Regions from separate parts of the Mus musculus genome. Here all the other regions are linked to region 5. A link is a contact called in public Hi-C, HiCAR-type and promoter capture Hi-C data. All regions are on one chromosome and are shown on one strand. The core of a region is the stretch at or near the end of the contact, and the rest is flanking DNA. Distances in the headings are between cores, read along the strand shown. Region 1 overlaps Rras2 (related RAS viral (r-ras) oncogene 2). Region 2 has its middle 62 kb from the start of Copb1. Region 3 holds the start of Psma1 (proteasome subunit alpha 1). Region 4 has its middle 16 kb from the start of Rras2. Region 5 holds the start of Spon1 (spondin 1, (f-spondin) extracellular matrix protein). Region 6 holds the start of Rras2 (related RAS viral (r-ras) oncogene 2).

Region 1 (2,700 bases), core at 139-2,638, 310 kb before region 5:
ACTAATTCTTATTCTTAAAAATTTATTCAGGGTTTATGTATTATCTATTGAAATAAAAATACAAAAATTACTATGAATTTAAAACTTAAAATTTTTTGGTTATGTTTTCTGTGTGTTTGTGTGTGGAGAGAGACAGAGACAGAAAGAGAGAGGAAGGGGGCTGGTGAGATGGCTCAGTGGGTAAGAGCACCCGACTGCTCTTCCGAAGGTCCGAAGTTCAAATCCCAGCAACCACATGGTGGCTCACAACCACCCATAATGAGATCTGATGCCCTCTTCTGGAGTGTCTGAAGACAGCTACAGTGTACTTACATATAATAAATAAATAAATCTTTAAAAAAAAAAAAGAGAGAGAGGGAGAGAGAGAGAGAGGAAGAGAGAGAGAGAGAGAGAGAGAAAGATAGAGATAGGTTGAGGCAGCTCATGAGAGTTGATTCTTTCCTTCCACCCTGTGGTACCAGGGATTGAACTCAGGTCTTTAGATTTGGTGGCAAAAGCCTTTTCCCACAGAGCCATTTCTTTGGCTCTGATAGCTTTTATTATGTTACATGAAATAGGCCATTGACCTACTGTTGCCCATTGCCTGCTAACTATTATGTCAGCTCCAAAAGATAAGTAGGTGGCTGTACAGGAACAAATGGTTTGTAAATGTGATTAGTGGGTTCGTGTGTAGCTGTGTCGTTGGTAACAGAGTTCAGCTTGTCTCATCCCCAAATGGTTTATCTGTATGAACAGTGCTTGTGGCCATCATGGCCCCCTCCCTCCTGTGCAGTTTTCAAGCTGCACGCAGAATGTTTGTGTCATCTTGTCCACTCAGGTGTGAATAACCTGTCTAACAGGTTAGGATCATGGAGGGACGGGGAGGAGACAGGAAGGGACTAAAAGGAGCTTCATAAGGCAGGCCTGCTCAGGAGCTCACACCATGAACTTGTGATTTGCCCCCGAGTGATTTTTCTTCCATGGAGAATGGAGCTCTTTTTTTTGTTTTGACCAGAACATTACTGATAATTCCTTTTTAATTCAGACTGTTTGGGAGAGGGGCCAGTGCTGAGGGTTGATTTCAAGGCTCTGAGTGCTCCTTCACTCGGTGCTTGGCCGCCAAGCTACACCGCCAGCCCAGAGTTTGCTTTCCTTAAGGTGACCTGGCTTGCTGCAGTGTGCTAGATTTACCCCGGAATATTTCACCTGCTACTGCTGGGTGAGATTGAGGGGTCCGTGGGGAATTGTTACTTTTAATTTGGGAACAGAGGCGGGTGTTAGGTGACAGCCGGTATTAGGTGACATGGTGCTAAGAATGTTGTTTTTAGAAGGAAGCAGAAGCTTGGGAAGAGCCATGAGGAGGGGAAAGGAGAGCAGCAGAGGCTGGGTGGGCAGGAGGCTCCTCCTCCATCGGGCTGGCTCTGCACTTGGGGAAAGCCAGACTCCTACTTTCTGCTTCCTCTTAGGCCTGGAAGCTGATACTGCCTCAGGACTGTATGTCTTGTGTTCTGGACTATGGGGACAACCACAGCCTAGAAAAAAATTCCCTGGGGAAACAAGACTCCTCTAACTGACGTAGAAACACACTCTGCAGCAGAGCAGGCTCGTCATGCACTGGGCTGGGCTTCTTGGTGGTATAGTATAACTAGTCCGTTCACCCCCAGCCCCAGGTCGTGGTGGGGGCTGTGCACAGGAGCTGATGGTCTACAGAGTGACCTCGAGTCCCTTCACACCCTGCTGGCGTTAGGCGGTCTGGGACAATTAGTGTTTACCAGAGGTCTCAGTTTTTTAAATAAAATAAACTAAAGGGGTTCCGGACTTAGTGCCCTAGGGCGTTTATTATGACCATATCTGTAATTCATTCATTCATTCATTCATTAAAAATATAATTGCTTGAGGAATATCAATCACATGGGAACATTTGACAAAGGTTAGAGAGGGCGGTGTGAGAACAAAGGTTCTCTGTGCCCTGACAGCTGCTGCTACAGAGAGACTACTACAGGAGGCTGCTCTGCCCACAGCTGCCTGTGGCTGAGGTGCTGGTGTCTCCAGAGGAATTCCCACTGCATTTGTTTAGTGACTAGAGACTGCTGATGGCTAAGTGTCCTCACCAGCTCAGGGAAGTGGGTTCCTGGCTCCCCATCACTGATGGCTTTCCCCACCGCCGTATTTTGAGATTGTGGCTGTGTCCAAGATGGCAAGGCCCTTACTATGGGGAAGTAAGGTGTGTGAGCTGTGCTATGGAGTGTCAGGTCTAGAGCTGCCTGGCCCGGGGAGTTCATGGTGGGATTTTTTTAAACTGGAACAAAAATCTGTTTAATTTTATTGAAGTCCCAAAGATGGAGAATAAAGCTTGTGGTGCCCCATTCTCCTCATTCCAAGGACATCGCACGCTTAGGTCACACTCATCTCCAAGGAAGTGTTCAAAGTTCAGGGTTCTAATAAGAAAGCTTGCAGAGAGCTGCGATGTGTTCTAGGTGCCTTCTTTCCATTTCTAGGGAGTACACGAGAGACTTCTTCCGTGTGTGTGTGCATTTGTGTGTGTGCATGCGTGCACATGTGCATGTGCGTTTGTGTGTGTGTGTCTCCCAGTTCTCTCTTGAGGCCAAGAAGAGGGTGTCGGATCCCCTAGAGTACTGGTTCTCAACCTTCCTAATGCTGTGGCTGACCCCCAACCCTAAAATTATTTTTGTTGTTACCTCATAACTATAATTTTGTTAC
Region 2 (2,700 bases), core at 9-2,508, 430 kb before region 5:
ACCCAGAATGATAAATAACACATCTCTCATATATGGTCCTACTTTTGAATCTTTATATGTTTGAAGGGAATGTGGGTCATGAAACTAGAAAGAGAACCTTGAAAGGGGAACTAGAAGGCAGAACGGGAGGGAGAGGGGGAGAGTCACAGAATGTATAGTATTTTATAGTATTTGGGAGGAGAGGAAGGGGAGGGGTAGAAAAATCAACAAATGCAAAGCATTCATGATGATGTAATAATGAACCCATTACTCTGTATGCTAATTTTAAAAGGCTGTTCTAGAAGGAAAGGCCTTCCTCATTCTGCTTCTTGCGTCTGTCCATTTGGTTTCTTTTGATGTTGTTTGAGACAGGTCTCTCTATAGAGGCTGTTTGTTCCTGGCTATCCTGGAACTCGCCATGTAGACCAGGCTGATCTTGAACCCACAGTGATCCACACCTGCCTCAGTTTCCTGGGAGTTGGGAGTAAAGATGTCGCCACCATTTGGCTTTTAATCACTTTATCCTTTAGACACAGGCAAAATTGCTTTTGTCATCCTGGCTTGTAACCAGATGTGATGACACCACCTTCAATCCCAGCAGTCAAGCAGGACTTCCAGGTCTTTGGGCTTAACACTGAGTTTCAGTCAATCTGGGCTACACAACAAGACTGTACCTATTGCTTATGATAGCAGCGTGTAGTGAATGCCTTTAGTGCGTCTCCAGGTGTCCACTTATGTGACTGGTGGTAAATTCATGCACTGTTTTCTATGAAACATAGTGTAATGTGCAGTGTTAGAATTATTCACTCCATTAAGGCAATGAAGCGGTAAGGTCTATATACATCAGCTTCCTTTGGAATTGTTTAAAATTTTTAACTTTTCATGTGCGGGGATGTTTGGGGTGTTTTGCCTGCATGTTTGTAGCTGCACCACAGGTGTGCCTGGTGACCACAGAGGACAGAAGAAAGTGTCGTGTTGTATTAATTATTATTCTGGAGGTTGCTACGGTCCCAGGTTATGCCCTCCACAGTGACCTCTTCTTCCTCTCTTTCTCTCTCTCCTTGTTCCCACCTCAGACCCCAAGCCTGGAAACCTCTACTCTGCCCTCTCTCTTCTGCCCAGCCCAGGTCTTAGGCATCTTTATTAACCAAACAGGAATAACTGGGGGTGGGAGGTGTTAGGGGGTGGCAAGGTTTACACAACAGAAGCTGGTGTAAGGATAGATCGCTGGGGCAACGATTCTTGGGATAGAGTATTTAGCATGTGAATACACAGCAGCACCAGACCAAGCCCCTACAGTGTCTGAGTCTCTGGGACGGGATTTACAGGAAGTTGTGAGCTACCACATGGGTACTGAGAACCAAACCTGGGTTCTCTGGAAGAACAGCCATGTTCTTATGTTCTTAACTTCTGAGCCAACTCTCCAGCCCCCACATCATCTTTTTTAAAAATGAAACACCCATTTGGAGGAATATACTAGTATATTAGTGACAAGGAACATATAATATGGGCTTTATCACTGGGCATGGTGGTGCACACCTTTAATCCCAGCACTTGGGGAGCAGAGGCAGGTGGATTTCTGAGTTCGAGGCCAGCCTGGTCTACAAAGTGAGTTCCAGGACAGCCAGGACTACACAGAGAAACCCTGTCTCGAAAAACCAAAAAAAAAAAAAAAAAAAAAAAAAGGTGGGGGGTGGGCTTTATCAAAACATGCAAACCAGGGCTGGCTACAGAGAGAGGATCCAGTGTTAACAGCACATATGGCTCTAGCAGAGGACCTGTGCGTGGGTCCCAGTGACTCCTCGGGTAGCTCATAGCCACCTGTAACTCCAGTGCCAGGGGATCCAATGTCCTCTTTTGGCCACCACAAGTACCTGCATGTATGCACAAATACCCATAAAAGAATATCGGTCCCCCGCCACACACACACACATATAAATAATTTTATTCTTAAAAATTAAAACAAATGAAGCAGGGCAGTGGTGGCACATATCTTTAATCCCAGCACTTGAGAGGCAGAAGCAGGTAGATCTCTGTGAGTTTGAAGCCAGTCTGGTCTACAGAGAGAGTCCCAGGACAGCCAGGGTGACATGAAGAAACCCTGTCTTGGAAAACAGGAAAAAAAAATTTTTTTTTAAAAATGACATACAAATTTAGCTGAAGGGAAAGAAAATGTATATGTGTAAGAAATTTACTGAAAAGACACTGGAAAAGTTGATAGAATCCGCCAAATTACGTGGTAACTAAAGGGAAGGAGGCATCAGGACAGCTGTAGGACTTGGGTGGCAGGAGCTGATGGGACCTCTCTTTAAAATGCAATAGCATTTTAAAGGGTTTCAGCTCAGGTTCCTTCTACCTCAGAGTCTTGGTTCTATGTTTCACATTCCCACTCCTGGATTCATTCTCTTCTCTTGATGAGATGGGAAAGAATTCAGGAGGTCCTCGCCCGATCCATCCATTGGCACAGACGCAAAGGGAGCAGCTAGCAAAGCAAAGGTGATTTATCACGTGTAAGCAAAAGTAAGGGCCGGAACAGGCTGTAGAGTAAGACTCAGTGTTCAATGAAATTTCAAATTCAATTAAAATTCATTTAATGTGCAAAGGAAATCAGAGACAAGATAGGGGGCAAGAAATGAATGCCTACTAGCAGGCAGATGGTGACAGGTCATCCTGGGCACTGTGGCAGACCAGAGGAAGGCTCCTTATTTATTTATTTATTTA
Region 3 (2,700 bases), core at 118-2,617, 510 kb before region 5:
AATATTTAAAAAAAAAAAAAGAAGTACAACATGTATGCACAAGCGTCACGGTAGCCGGAAGAGGTCCGATTCCCTAGAGTTGCAGAAGGTTGTAGACAGCACTCTGCAGTTCCACAACCATTTTTAAATGAGCATTTAATTTTCCCATTCATTCCAAATCCATTGTTCATTCAGCAATACAAATTATGTACCTAATATGTGCTAGGCACCGTGCTGGTGCTGCGAAAACAAAACAGCACTATCTATCAATTTAAAGTCAGAAATTTTTAAAAATAACAAGAGCCAGTGTTGGTGAATTTAAAGAACAAAGCAATCTAATTAACTGTTGAGAGCATATAAACGAGGGAGGGAGGGTGCAAACCCAGAGAGAGATGAGAAAAAGAAAAGCAAAAAGCATGATGGTTCAGAGGATTGCTATATTAGCTGCCAAGCTGTGAACCTGAGTTCAATCCCAGAATCCACGTGGCGCAAGGAGAGAACCACCAACTTCAAGTTGTCTTCAGACTCCCAAAAAAGGGTATGCAGGGACACAGACACACACACAAAACAAATGTAAAAACAAAAAATGTACATATATATACAGACATGAAAATATTTAGAATGTGATACTAATTACTGTGAACATAGACATTTAAATGATGTGTTACTCCGCCATCAAAGTTCAGATCCTTAAAGATCCTTACCTGACTCTGGGTACACGTTATTCAACAGAATTAGCAGTCTTGATTTCATTTGGGGATTAAACCAAAACATACTCTTTTAAAACTCGTAAGAAAACTCGCACCTTCCCCCTAGTGGCCTAATCTACCAGATACGGTATTTGGTTGTGGACAGCAGAAGATCAAGTGCCAGGACAGAAACCAGGTCCTACAATAGCAACTAATGATCATAAGTATCACGATCATGCGAGACCATGGAGCCTTTAAGGATGGGCTCTCCAAGTACTCAAGCATCTCAGGCCAGGAATATGAACACACACACACACACACACACACACACACACACTTGTTTTTTTTTTTTTTTTTTCTGCAGCCTCTTTCAGACACGCTGTTTCCCAAACCTCTCTGTGCACTGTGACAGATCTATGAGGGACCACCGCACCATCCCGAGCTAGGTGGCGACGTTCAACTGAGAGGACCGAGAGTTGGCGGGAATCTGCAATCCACTTGGGGATTAAAAAAAAAAAAAGCAAGGAAACTCTGGGCGTGACGTGAAGCCACGCCCCCCGCTTTCTCTGCGCATTGGCTTTCCCACCCCGGAGCTTCCTGCCAATCCCACGTTCTCAGCTTTCGCAGGCCCCGCCCACTTAAGGCTGGAGGGCGGGGCAGCGTTAGACGCCGATCCGTGGCTCTGGGATAGATTGCACTTCCTGCGTCGCCGCCGTCAAGACTCCGCAGGCTTCTTTGACGATCACCGAACCGTAGTTGGGGCCGTGTTCCTGTGTCCGCTGCTGGGTCAGGTTGTCGCTGCGCCGGAGCTATGGTGTGTTGAGCCCCGAGTCCTCGAAGGGTTTGGGGCTGAGGTACACTGACGTGGTCGGGGATCGGCCTCTGTTCCCTGGGGCGTGGGGCGGTGGGAGAGGGAGCTTACCTCACGGACAGTCTCCTACAGTGATTCAGCATCTGCGGCCTGGCCGGCGGGAAACGATCAGTAACCTGGGCGGCCTTTCGCTCAGCTTCTCCACCTTACGTGGGGTCCAGGCGCTCTCCCTCGCCCAGCCAGAGGCCCTCCCCTCTCAATTTACTTAGGTGGCCGATTTCAAGATGCCCTATGGTCCTTTGTCATCTGCATAGGAGGAAGGCTATAGGAATGGAGGGGTGCACCTGGCATCGCCTGCGCAGACCTGAGCCTGCAGTCAGGTCTTTAGACCAAATTCATCTTCCTTGTGGGTCTGTCTTAATCTGTCTCATTAGAATGCCGTCGGGAAAGACTCCATACAGTCACTTTGTTCTAAAAGGGGAAGTAATGGATTCAGGTTTACAGCACAGGGCCCTGAGCTGCTTCTGTGGAGTCTGCCATGCGAACTCTTGCCTTTTTTGCCATTATGAGTATTCTCCTAAGAGCCGATACACTTGCTTTAGTAATGACATTATGGCTGTAGTGGGTCTGCCACGGTAGCAATTTGTGCCCACCTCTTTACTGAGGATTTGTGTATATGTTAATTCATCCAGTGACAGGGTGCAGGTAGAGAGCTCAAAGTTAAACCAAACATAACTTTATTCATACTATAAAGATAAAAAAGGTATGTTGGAAGGTGTTATGGTACACGAGTTTAATCCCAGCACTTAGGAAGCAGAGAGGCAGAATTCTGTGAGTTTGAGGCAAGCCTAAGTCAAAGTTCCAGGACATCCATAGTGTAGAGACCGACACCAAAAAAAAAAAAAAAAAAAAAAAAAAGGAAGGAAGAAAAGAAGAAAAAAATATGTATAGTTGGTCATGATAGCAGACACCTGTAATCTGAGCACTTGGTAGGTTGAGACAGGACTTCAAGATCATTTTCCCAGGTATATAGGAAAAAGCCAGACTGGGCTTCATGAAACCTGTATCTCAAAGCTCTGCTGGAATATTGTGCTGAGAATTTTCAGAGAAAAGAAGAAACCTTCAAGCTCTGTTGGAATATTGTGCTGAGAATTTTCGGAGAAAAGAAGAAACCTTCAAAGATAGACATTTGAGTCAATGTACAGAAAAGGCCTTTGCCAG
Region 4 (2,700 bases), core at 18-2,517, 370 kb before region 5:
TGACTTCTGGAGATTGGGAAATCTGAGTTTAGGATTGCCCGGAGAGAGCTGTGCATCATGAGCTGTGATTCTGCGTCCTCCCAGATGGAAGGGCCAGGCAGGCTCCCTAGGCTCTTCATGGGGGGCACTAACCCCATTCACGAGCCCAGCACGCTCCTGCTCTTCTCATGGTGCAGCCCCTCGTTACCTCATCCCCTCCTAAAAGACTTCCAGCAAGGGCTCTAAGGGGTTAACCTTTCTCTAGGAACTCTCCCGCGCCAGAGGATGAACAGTCTCCCAGGAAGAGATGGATCTCACAGCTCTGATCATTTCTCTCGCAGCTAAATCTCCCCCTGGCCTTTTGTTTCATCATTTCTAGACATTTTATCACTGCTACAGGCAAGGTGAGGGAAGCTGAGAATTTCTATCTTTCCAGTTCTATCAGGACAGAACTAGATAAAATTTCATTTTCTTTTGCAAATTCTTGTCCCCTGGTTTTTTTTTTTTGTTTTTGTTTTTGTTTTTTTTGTTTGTTTTGTTTTGTTTGTTTTGGTAAGGTGTCGAATGGCACACCTCAGATTCCAGTAACAGATTCAGCTCACAGGGCATCAGATTTCAACAACAACAACAACAACAAAAATCTGGGGCGGATAGGTGCATTCAGATCAAGACACCCACCTTCTATTTTTGTTTTGTTTTTCTTCATAAGTAGATCTCTGTCTCTCTCTGTCTCTGTGTCTCTCTCTATGTATATGATATATATGATGTATGTATATGTGCATATGTATGTGTCTTGGTATGTAGCTCAGACTACACTTGAACTTCAGGGATCAAGCTGTTCCCTGCTAGCTTCCCAGGTAACGGCGACTACAGTCATACACACCAGGAAGAAAAGCCTTTTCCTTCCTTTCTCCTTCCCTCTCACTCTCTGTCTATCTTTCTTTCCTCTCTCTTTTTCTCCTTCCTTCCTTCCTTCCTTCCTTCCTTCCTTCCTTCCTTCCTTCCTTCTTTCCTTCCTTCCTTCCTTTCTCCCTCCCTCCCTCCCTCCCTCCCTCCCTCCCTCCCTCCCTCCATTCCTTGGGTGGTTTGCCTGCACGTACGTCTGTGCCTTGTGAGGTCAGAAGAGGTTGTTGGATCTCTGGAACTGGAGTTACAAATGGGTGTTGTTAGGTCTCAAACCCAGGACAAAAGGCTGAGGTGGCTATTTTACATATCAAATGGTCCTGGCCCCCAGGTTCTCCCAGCCTCCCTCAGTCCCTTCCTGTTGTAGGGTGCTCTGTGCCTATGCACTCCGACCCCTACCCTGAACTCTCAGGTCCCAGGGCTCACCTGCCCTTCCCCCAGCTGCTCTTTCCTATATAATCCAGTTGGTTCGGCTGCCTTAGTCCTTTACCCGCTTTACCCTTTGCCCTTTTGTTCTCCTGGTCTCCTGGCTCTTCTCCCCTCTCTTCACACAGTCTGGCCATGCTCACTCCGGACCCTTCCAGATGTCTCTGGCTGTACTCTTCCTCATATCTGTCTACAATGAACCTTCACCTCAACCTTTAGAGCAGTTCTAGCCTCCTTTTTATTTCTTTTTTTTTTCCATTCAGTTGGGAGCCACCGTGTGTGCTGAGAGCCGAATCCAGGTCCACTAGACGATCCGCCAGTGCTCTTAACTGCTAAGCCATCTTTCTAGCCCATAAAATCCATTTTTAATGGACATGGAACATTTGGTATGATGGTTATAATTTCACTGTTCCACTCTCCTCCTTTCCTCCACCCCCCTCCTCTTCCTTGAGAAAGAGGCTCATTCTGCCCAGACTGACCTGAAATTCACAACAAGGCTCCCCTTTAGGTTTTTTTGGAATCACAGGCACAGGCACTAAACTTAGCTTTGACCAAGCTTGTTATTGGACATCTAGTTTTCAACTTTTTAAAAAAAGATTTTATTTATTTATTTATTTATTTATTGTATATGATGAGTACACTGTAGCTGTCTTCAGACACACCAGAAGAGGGCATCGGACCCCATTACAGATGGTTATGAACCACCATGTGGCTGCTGGGAATTGAACTCAGGACCTCTGGAAGAACAGTCAGTGCTCTTAACTGCTGAGCCACCTCTCCAGCCCCCTAGTTTTCAACTTTTAAAAATAACTTTGCAGTGCTGGGAAAAATGGCTCAGAAGTTAAGAGCACTTAGCTGCTCTTCCAGAGATCTGGGTTCAATTCCCAGAATCCATATGGCAACTCACAACCTTCTTAACTCCAGTTCCAGGGATCTGATACCCTAATATAGACTTATATACAGGCAAAACACCAATGTACAAATATACATAAATAAAAATACATAAATTAAATTAAAACAAACAAATTTGCCAGTGCAGTGATATTGGTTGGTTAGCATTTTTTAGGTATGAGGGCAAGGATGGATGCTCTTTTTTTAATCCTCCTGGCAGCCAAGTCCTGGAAGTCTGGTGCCCTGTTGGCTCTGGTCAGCCTTCTGAGCTGGTGGCTTCCAAGGCAGTGTGCTGGAGATGTGCTTGAATCTGAGAGAAGCAAACTGGAATCCAGCGTGTGGCGTTCCCAGGCCATGCTGGGCTTTGCCTTTCTTGATCTTTGTTTCTTCTCTAGCAGACAAGCTCTAGAGAGAATGGTCACTGGCTGATTTTCCTGCTTGGAGGTTCTGTGATTTCAGACCATCTTCTACTAAGCCAGGGGTTTCTCCATCTGATCATGC
Region 5 (2,700 bases), core at 130-2,629:
CTGAGCCCTACTCTCTACTGAGCTGCGTAAAGCTGGGCATCCCCAGGGCGCACAGCGTCTAGGCCGCCAGAATCAGAATCGCGTTCTGGGAATCCTGGGTCTGTTTTCTATCGTCACATTCCACCTTCCATTGAGAGACTACCCGTGTTGGGTTGTTTGTTTGTTTGTTTGTTTGTTTGTTTTTGAGGACCCTATTGCCATTGAAACCTGTCCTGGAAATCCAAGGGTCTCTGTCTTCTCCTGGGACATAAGAGAGTAATTCGGGGATCTTTCTGTGGACCCTTCAGGTTCCTCCTTCCCCTAACCTGAGACTGGTTAGGGACCCATCCAGGAAGTGAGAGTCCTGCTTGATCTAGAAGCTGGTATCTCTCCTTCGAGGATGAAAACCATGGGAAGAGATGCCCTACCTGGGACCCACCTGAGAGTACCCTCTTCCCCAGAGAGCGATAAGGAGAAATGTGTGTGTGTACTTCACTCTCGCCAACAGCTGGAGCGAAGTCGGGCTCCCTCCCAGCCAGGCTGGTGTGATGTGTGGCTCGGCTGTATTCCCCGGCTCGGGAACCCTGCGTTGGAGACCGGGGCTGTCTCTCCTGCCTGTAGCCTCCCCGACGGCCCCCTCCTCCCCCGACACTGTCTTGTTGGGTATAGTATAGAGCTGGCAGCTAAGGGGCTCAGGGCAGCCAGGTCACGGCCCCGGGCTGGGATGCGCAGACGTGGTACACTCGGGGACTGCGCTCCCGGCTCCAGCCTTGCTCGGGTCAGTGCCCTAGGGGTTCCTAGATCTCCGGTCCCCAACGCCATTCCACTCACCTCGGTAGCTGCTTCCTGGCTTATAGAAGTCAGGGTCGCCTTCCACGCGGAGGCTGAACTCCGTGTATCCCTCACGCCGTGTGCCCTGGGCGCGCAAGATGCGGCTGCAGTAGCCCTCCGACTTGGTCACTTTGTCCAGGGTCTCATCTGAGAAAGCTAGCGCTGCGGCCAGGGGCAGCGCGAGGGCCAGCAGCGCCGGACCCCGGCTAAGCCTCAGGGACACGGGAGACAGCCTCATCCTCGAGGGCCCCCCAACTTTATGCGGATGTTGCAGACCCTGTCAGGACACTCCTGCTCCAAGTGACGGGAGCTGCAGAGGCGAAACCTGGAGGAGCCCGGGTGGCGCTGGCGGTGGGGAGACCGTGCCCGCCTCGCTTTGGCGGCTGCGGAGCTGCGCTGCTCTGAGCGGAGCCGAGCAGCGGAGCTGAGGGGCGGGCGGTGGCGAAGGAGCGCGAAGAGGGAGGGCTGATTTGCGCCCGGATCCCCCAGCGCAGTGCTGTTTTGTTTCTGAGCTGGCGATTAGCGGGCGCTCTGGTGTTTGTTTTGTGAAGCTGGATTCCCAGGGTCTGGTGGGAGAGAGCCGGGATACGCAGACACGTGCTGGCTCAATCTACCCTGCCACCAACGAGGCTGCTTCCTCGGTATCCAGTTCCAGCTTGGGTCCTGTGGACCACAGTGCTCTGAGGAGGGAAAGCCTGCCAACTTAACTTTTGTTGCAAACCTACTCAGTGCCAGGCTGCGCTGCTGCAAGGTTTCCCCGCGGCGGCATCAGTCTACCACGTGCACTAGCGCCACACACCGTAATCATTTATTTATAGACAAGCAGATCCCCGCAGGCCACCTTTGCTGTGCTGGCCCGCTGCCTCTTACCAGGCCACCATATAACATATCACGCTAGAGGACCAGCAAGGAGCCCGAGACTTAGGCCCTGAGAGCAGCTGGCACAATGCCTTGGCCATAATTTTGAAGATTTTTTAAAATGTTTTTCTTTTAAAACAAGAGGAAAAGTTACTATTGAAGAAAATATTTTTTGCTACATATTAGTTTATTCAGCAGTGTATCTAAGCAATCATAAACTGTGAGGTTTTAAGAAGGAGGGGGCTTACAAAAATAAGTGTCTATTGCTTAGGAGCCTGGCCATTTTGAAATGTTCAAAGAAGGGCCTGTGTTTTCTTGGCTTAGATATTTAGTTCAGGCTCTTAGCCTCCAGGGACAGGTTTTTGGGAGAGGCCATAAGCCGGAATCTCTCTCAATGTCTCTCTGCCTCAGCCTTGTCATTTATCCATTGTGAGGTTAGGTCAGACATCCTTTCCAAGCGTGTTCCCTGCCCAGGAAGCATGGGGCAGGAGCGGGCGGCAGCTATTGAACCAGAGCTGTGTATGCCGAAATTTGGCAAAATCTCTCATGTGGAATACTTTGCCTCAGGAGACACCCTACTTGAAGATACCTGAATGCCATTGCTGCACACAAGCCTCCCCTGCCCCCAATGCCCTGAAAGGCTGCATTATTCTCCTTTATTCTTCCCAGGGCCTTGAATACTTCTCAAGTGCCTGCATCTAACAAGCAGTTTCGTCCACTTTCCAGACTCGCCTTTCCTCTTCCTCTTAGATTACAAACAGCCCAATAGAGCCATCAATACTGGAAATTCCATTCCTCACCCCATCCACTAACCACTGATCCCTCAGTCCTATGGTGTGACTTGTACTACCACCGTCAACTGGATGCTATCTTTCAGAAGTCACTGAGGAATAAGCCTTGTGGAAGGCCTTGTGTACTTCTCAGCCTTAGGAGAAAGCATGAGAACTGGACCTCAGCCTCTGATCCAACAGACCAGCTCTCTCCTATGTGCATCTTCAGATCTGGACTGTAGAGTGAGCCAGCTGACTCAGG
Region 6 (2,818 bases), core at 14-2,513, 350 kb before region 5:
AGGCTTGCGGGTGCGCCATCCACTGGCTCGGGCCCTTATTTGAGAGCTTATTTGGAAGCTGAGGCACAGAGCTTAAGTTCCCATCGCTATGCCATTAGCAAAGCAGGCAGGATTTGAACCAGTGTACCCTCTGAGAAGACCACAGCCTCCATCTTACGTGGCCTCTATAGAGATATCCCTACCACATCCAAGTCACACACAGTGAGTTTCTATTTATATCTGCAAGCTTGTAAACTCCCCCGAGAACGTTCAAAACCACACAACAGAATGTGTCCTTTTGCCATCTCTGGCTTCTGCATATCATGGTTTTCTTTTCTCTCTTTCATTCTTCCTATCTTTTCAGACTAGGTCTCACTCTTCCAGCCCTGGCCTGGAACTCACTATGTAGGTCAGGCTGGCCTTGAACTCTTTGAGCTTCCAGAATACTGGAACTAAAGGCGTGGGTTACCACACACGGCTCAGCTTGGTTTTCTTTCCCTGGAATACTTTTCTCCCATTCACTCATCTGTTTACAAGATTATTCCTCGGGTCTTTGGGAAAACCTTCTCTGACTAGCCAGCTCTGGGGTAAGTGCACCTTGGACCTCAGTGCTGAGCAGCTGTTGTTCTTACAATTATGTCTCACAAGGTGCCTATTGTCCCGGCTGCCTCCTCCTCTGGACTCTAAGGGCAAGGGCCTGATCATGTTCGTAGAAGCTGTGCTAGCAAGGAACACGCTCCTCCTAAAAAACATGTCACCAACCTGCAAATTTCTCACGACCCTCATACACAATTATCACACATTTTTTCACACATAGACATAGGAACAAAGATGTTACGCCCCAGATCTGTCCACATGCACTGTGGCCCCGTGCAAGCTCAATCACTACCCACTCTCTCACTGTCACTAGACTATCATATGTTCAGGTACCGCTACAGGTCTCATTTTCTTCAATCGCTGCCTTATACTTTTTTTTTTTTTAAACAAATACAGTCACCATCTGCATTCCGAAAACAGGGTATGGAGTTGAGTGAATATGACAACAGTTCTATTTTTCATCCACGCCATCACAGGCTGTTTCTTTCATGAACACGATCCCTGATTTATGCAATCACTGTCACCGCCGTCCATCTTCCCGGTTTCTTCCTTCTCCTCCCGGTGCTCTGAGGGCAGGTCTGCAGGGTCTGCTGCCTAGGGCGCTCCAGAGTCTCCGCCTGGGCGGGCGCGGCCTAGCCCCGCCCCCTCATGCATATGTAGTACCCCAGCCCAGCGGCCCGGCCCCCAGACGGCCATTTGTAGCGGTGCCGAAGGCTGCGTTCGGCTGCGCTGCAGATCCGCGAAGAAGAGCGCGCTCCCTGGCCGCTGCGTCCTCTGCCCTGGAGCCTTCCCGGCTCTCCAGCGTCTCGGGCAACTCCCAGCCGGTCCGAGGGATAGCGCTCCGCGGCCCTCCAGGCCACTCACGGACCCCGCGCGCTCTACCGCCTGTAACCCAGCCGGCCGCACTCGTCCCCGGAGCCGGGCCTAGGGCGCGCGGCGGCCGGGCTGGGCTCGGGGCGTCCCGATGGCCGCGGCCGGCTGGCGCGACGGCTCCGGCCAGGAGAAGTACCGGCTCGTGGTGGTCGGCGGTGGCGGCGTGGGCAAGTCGGCGCTCACCATCCAGTTCATCCAGGTGCCTGGAGACGGCCTGCGGGGTGGCGGCGGCGGCGGGGTGGCGCTACCTGTGGCCGCGGCGACCCCGCCCGGGGCGCGCGGGTGCGGGGCTCCGGCGCGTGCGGTGCGCGCGGGTGCGGTTTGCGCGGGGCCAGGGCGCGCGGCTGCGAGGGCAGGAACAGTGAGGAGTCGGCGCTGCGCTCCTGCCCTGCGGCCACGGCGCCGCGCTACTGCCCGCCAGGCGCCCGGCGCGGCGTCCGGGGAGTCGGGCTTCTCAGGAATGTGGCCCGGAGGGCGGAGCTGGCCGGGTGGGAAGCGCAGTTCCACCTTATCACTGCGGTCAGGGCGGGAGCCCGCGGGTTGCAGCCGCGCCGCGGTGCCGGGCTTCCTGCCCTGAGGGCCGGAGTGGGGACCCCGCGCCTGCCTCGGTGGCAGCGCTGGCCCGGGCTACTTGGCGGCGGCTTCGCGCCGCCGGCTCCCAATAGTGTTTTCTCTTTGTGTGTGTTTGAGCTTCTCTTACAAGTAGTCTGTTTGGTGGTACGTCCGGGTGGGAGTGTTTGATCGTGCCCTAGGGAAATAATGGCTTCGAGGAAGTTAAAAATGTGCTTTGATAGGGGCGAGACCATTTCCTTGGAATTCCCGGTGCCTGCCTGCTTCGCGCTTAGGTGAAGTTTGGGGTGAGCCCCGCTAGGAGGGGACGAGTATGAGTTGTGTGTTGCACCCTTCTCCCCCCCCCCCCCTATTTTCTGTTTGCTGGAGGAGGAAAGTCGGGTTGTGGCAAAGAAAAGGAAGGTGAAATTTGTCTTTAGATTTTATTCTAGGTTAAGACGCCCGAGTGATTTTCCTTTCTCTTCTTTTTGATTTTTAAAAGCAAATGCAGATCTCCTTGCTTTTGTCACCCTGAAAGGCGTGGCATATGTTGGGAAGAGAGCGCAGGTACCCTGCTAAGTAACAAAGGTATTTTTACTGTATTAAAGAGGACGGGTAGCAAAATGTTTTTGTGTGTGTGTGTGTTTGTTTTGTTTCACCCATTTGTTGAATTGATAGAGTTAAATAGCTTATTTTATTTCGATGTAACTGTGGTGTTTATAGTGTTATTAAGACGCACAGTTCCATAACCTAAATGATAATTTTCACATCGCGTGAATGAACAGTAGCTGCTCCTGTAGTAATTCATGGAATTAAAAAA

The links. Promoter capture Hi-C pulls out the DNA fragments that hold promoters and counts their contacts. A called contact is a pair of places that touch in the nucleus more often than the background predicts. HiCAR-type assays count read pairs that join an accessible place to other places.
Region 1: a contact with region 5 is called in a promoter capture Hi-C map of stem cell-derived epiblast-like cells, with 3 times the contacts expected there. The contact joins the enhancer-like site here to the promoter of Spon1 in region 5. A contact is called at or near these places in 3 of 39 promoter capture datasets (hippocampal neurons, maxillary cranial neural crest and stem cell-derived epiblast-like cells), 2 of 484 Hi-C or Micro-C datasets (both in embryonic stem cells) and 7 of 115 datasets of contacts at active chromatin or transcription factors (embryonic basal ganglia, embryonic stem cells, large pre-B cells and 1 more).
Region 2: a contact with region 5 is called in a promoter capture Hi-C map of stem cell-derived epiblast-like cells, with 5 times the contacts expected there. The contact joins the enhancer-like site here to the promoter of Spon1 in region 5. A contact is called at or near these places in 6 of 39 promoter capture datasets (embryonic stem cells, hippocampal neurons, liver and 2 more), 27 of 484 Hi-C or Micro-C datasets (B cells, LSK cells, Th2 cells and 13 more), 5 of 115 datasets of contacts at active chromatin or transcription factors (embryonic forebrain, embryonic stem cells, large pre-B cells and 1 more) and 1 of 9 other capture datasets (embryonic stem cells).
Region 3: a Hi-C map of pro-B cells shows a contact between it and region 5, with 3 times the contacts expected there. The contact joins the promoter of Psma1 here to the promoter of Spon1 in region 5. A contact is called at or near these places in 2 of 39 promoter capture datasets (cranial neural crest and embryonic stem cells), 5 of 484 Hi-C or Micro-C datasets (cardiomyocytes, embryonic stem cells, large pre-B cells and 1 more) and 5 of 115 datasets of contacts at active chromatin or transcription factors (T-cell acute lymphoblastic leukemia, embryonic stem cells and large pre-B cells).
Region 4: a contact with region 5 is called in a Hi-C map of embryonic stem cells, with 4 times the contacts expected there. The contact joins the enhancer-like site here to the promoter of Spon1 in region 5. A contact is called at or near these places in 3 of 39 promoter capture datasets (hippocampal neurons, liver and stem cell-derived epiblast-like cells), 8 of 484 Hi-C or Micro-C datasets (differentiating embryonic stem cells and embryonic stem cells), 5 of 115 datasets of contacts at active chromatin or transcription factors (T-cell acute lymphoblastic leukemia, embryonic stem cells and stem cell-derived neural progenitor cells) and 1 of 9 other capture datasets (embryonic stem cells).
Region 6: a HiCAR-type map of astrocytes shows a contact between it and region 5, with 2.7 times the contacts expected there. The contact joins the promoter of Rras2 here to the promoter of Spon1 in region 5. A contact is called at or near these places in 3 of 39 promoter capture datasets (hippocampal neurons, liver and stem cell-derived epiblast-like cells), 6 of 484 Hi-C or Micro-C datasets (adipose-derived mesenchymal stem cells, differentiating embryonic stem cells and embryonic stem cells), 3 of 115 datasets of contacts at active chromatin or transcription factors (astrocytes, embryonic stem cells and stem cell-derived neural progenitor cells) and 1 of 9 other capture datasets (embryonic stem cells).

Annotation. Positions count from the first base shown.
Region 1 is chr7:114,070,864-114,073,563 of GRCm38.p6, reverse strand. The region is part of intron 1 of Rras2 (related RAS viral (r-ras) oncogene 2); the gene reads left to right. Among named protein-coding and RNA genes, the nearest start is that of Gm51454, 36 kb to the right of the region's middle. Within about 2 kb of position 1,388, at least 119 of the 459 cell types and tissues checked have an H3K27ac peak or open chromatin away from gene starts, as enhancers often do. A contact at or near this core is called in embryonic stem cells and stem cell-derived epiblast-like cells, where this site is marked.
Region 2 is chr7:114,191,344-114,194,043 of GRCm38.p6, reverse strand. No RefSeq gene overlaps it. Among named protein-coding and RNA genes, the nearest start is that of Copb1, 62 kb to the left of the region's middle. Within about 2 kb of position 1,258, at least 25 of the 459 cell types and tissues checked have an H3K27ac peak or open chromatin away from gene starts, as enhancers often do. A contact at or near this core is called in B cells, embryonic stem cells and stem cell-derived epiblast-like cells, where this site is marked.
Region 3 is chr7:114,274,783-114,277,482 of GRCm38.p6, reverse strand. Psma1 (proteasome subunit alpha 1) reads left to right here and starts at 1,367. Exons shown (of 10, transcript NM_011965.2): 1 at 1,367-1,482. The coding sequence starts at 1,480.
Region 4 is chr7:114,132,703-114,135,402 of GRCm38.p6, reverse strand. No RefSeq gene overlaps it. Among named protein-coding and RNA genes, the nearest start is that of Rras2, 16 kb to the right of the region's middle. Within about 2 kb of position 1,267, at least 15 of the 459 cell types and tissues checked have an H3K27ac peak or open chromatin away from gene starts, as enhancers often do. A contact at or near this core is called in differentiating embryonic stem cells, embryonic stem cells and stem cell-derived epiblast-like cells, where this site is marked.
Region 5 is chr7:113,764,677-113,767,376 of GRCm38.p6, reverse strand. It overlaps Spon1 (spondin 1, (f-spondin) extracellular matrix protein), which reads right to left and starts at 1,379. Exons shown (of 16, transcript NM_145584.2): 1 at 811-1,379. The coding sequence starts at 1,048.
Region 6 is chr7:114,116,226-114,119,043 of GRCm38.p6, reverse strand. It overlaps Rras2 (related RAS viral (r-ras) oncogene 2), which reads left to right and starts at 1,263. Exons shown (of 6, transcript NM_025846.2): 1 at 1,263-1,648. The coding sequence starts at 1,541.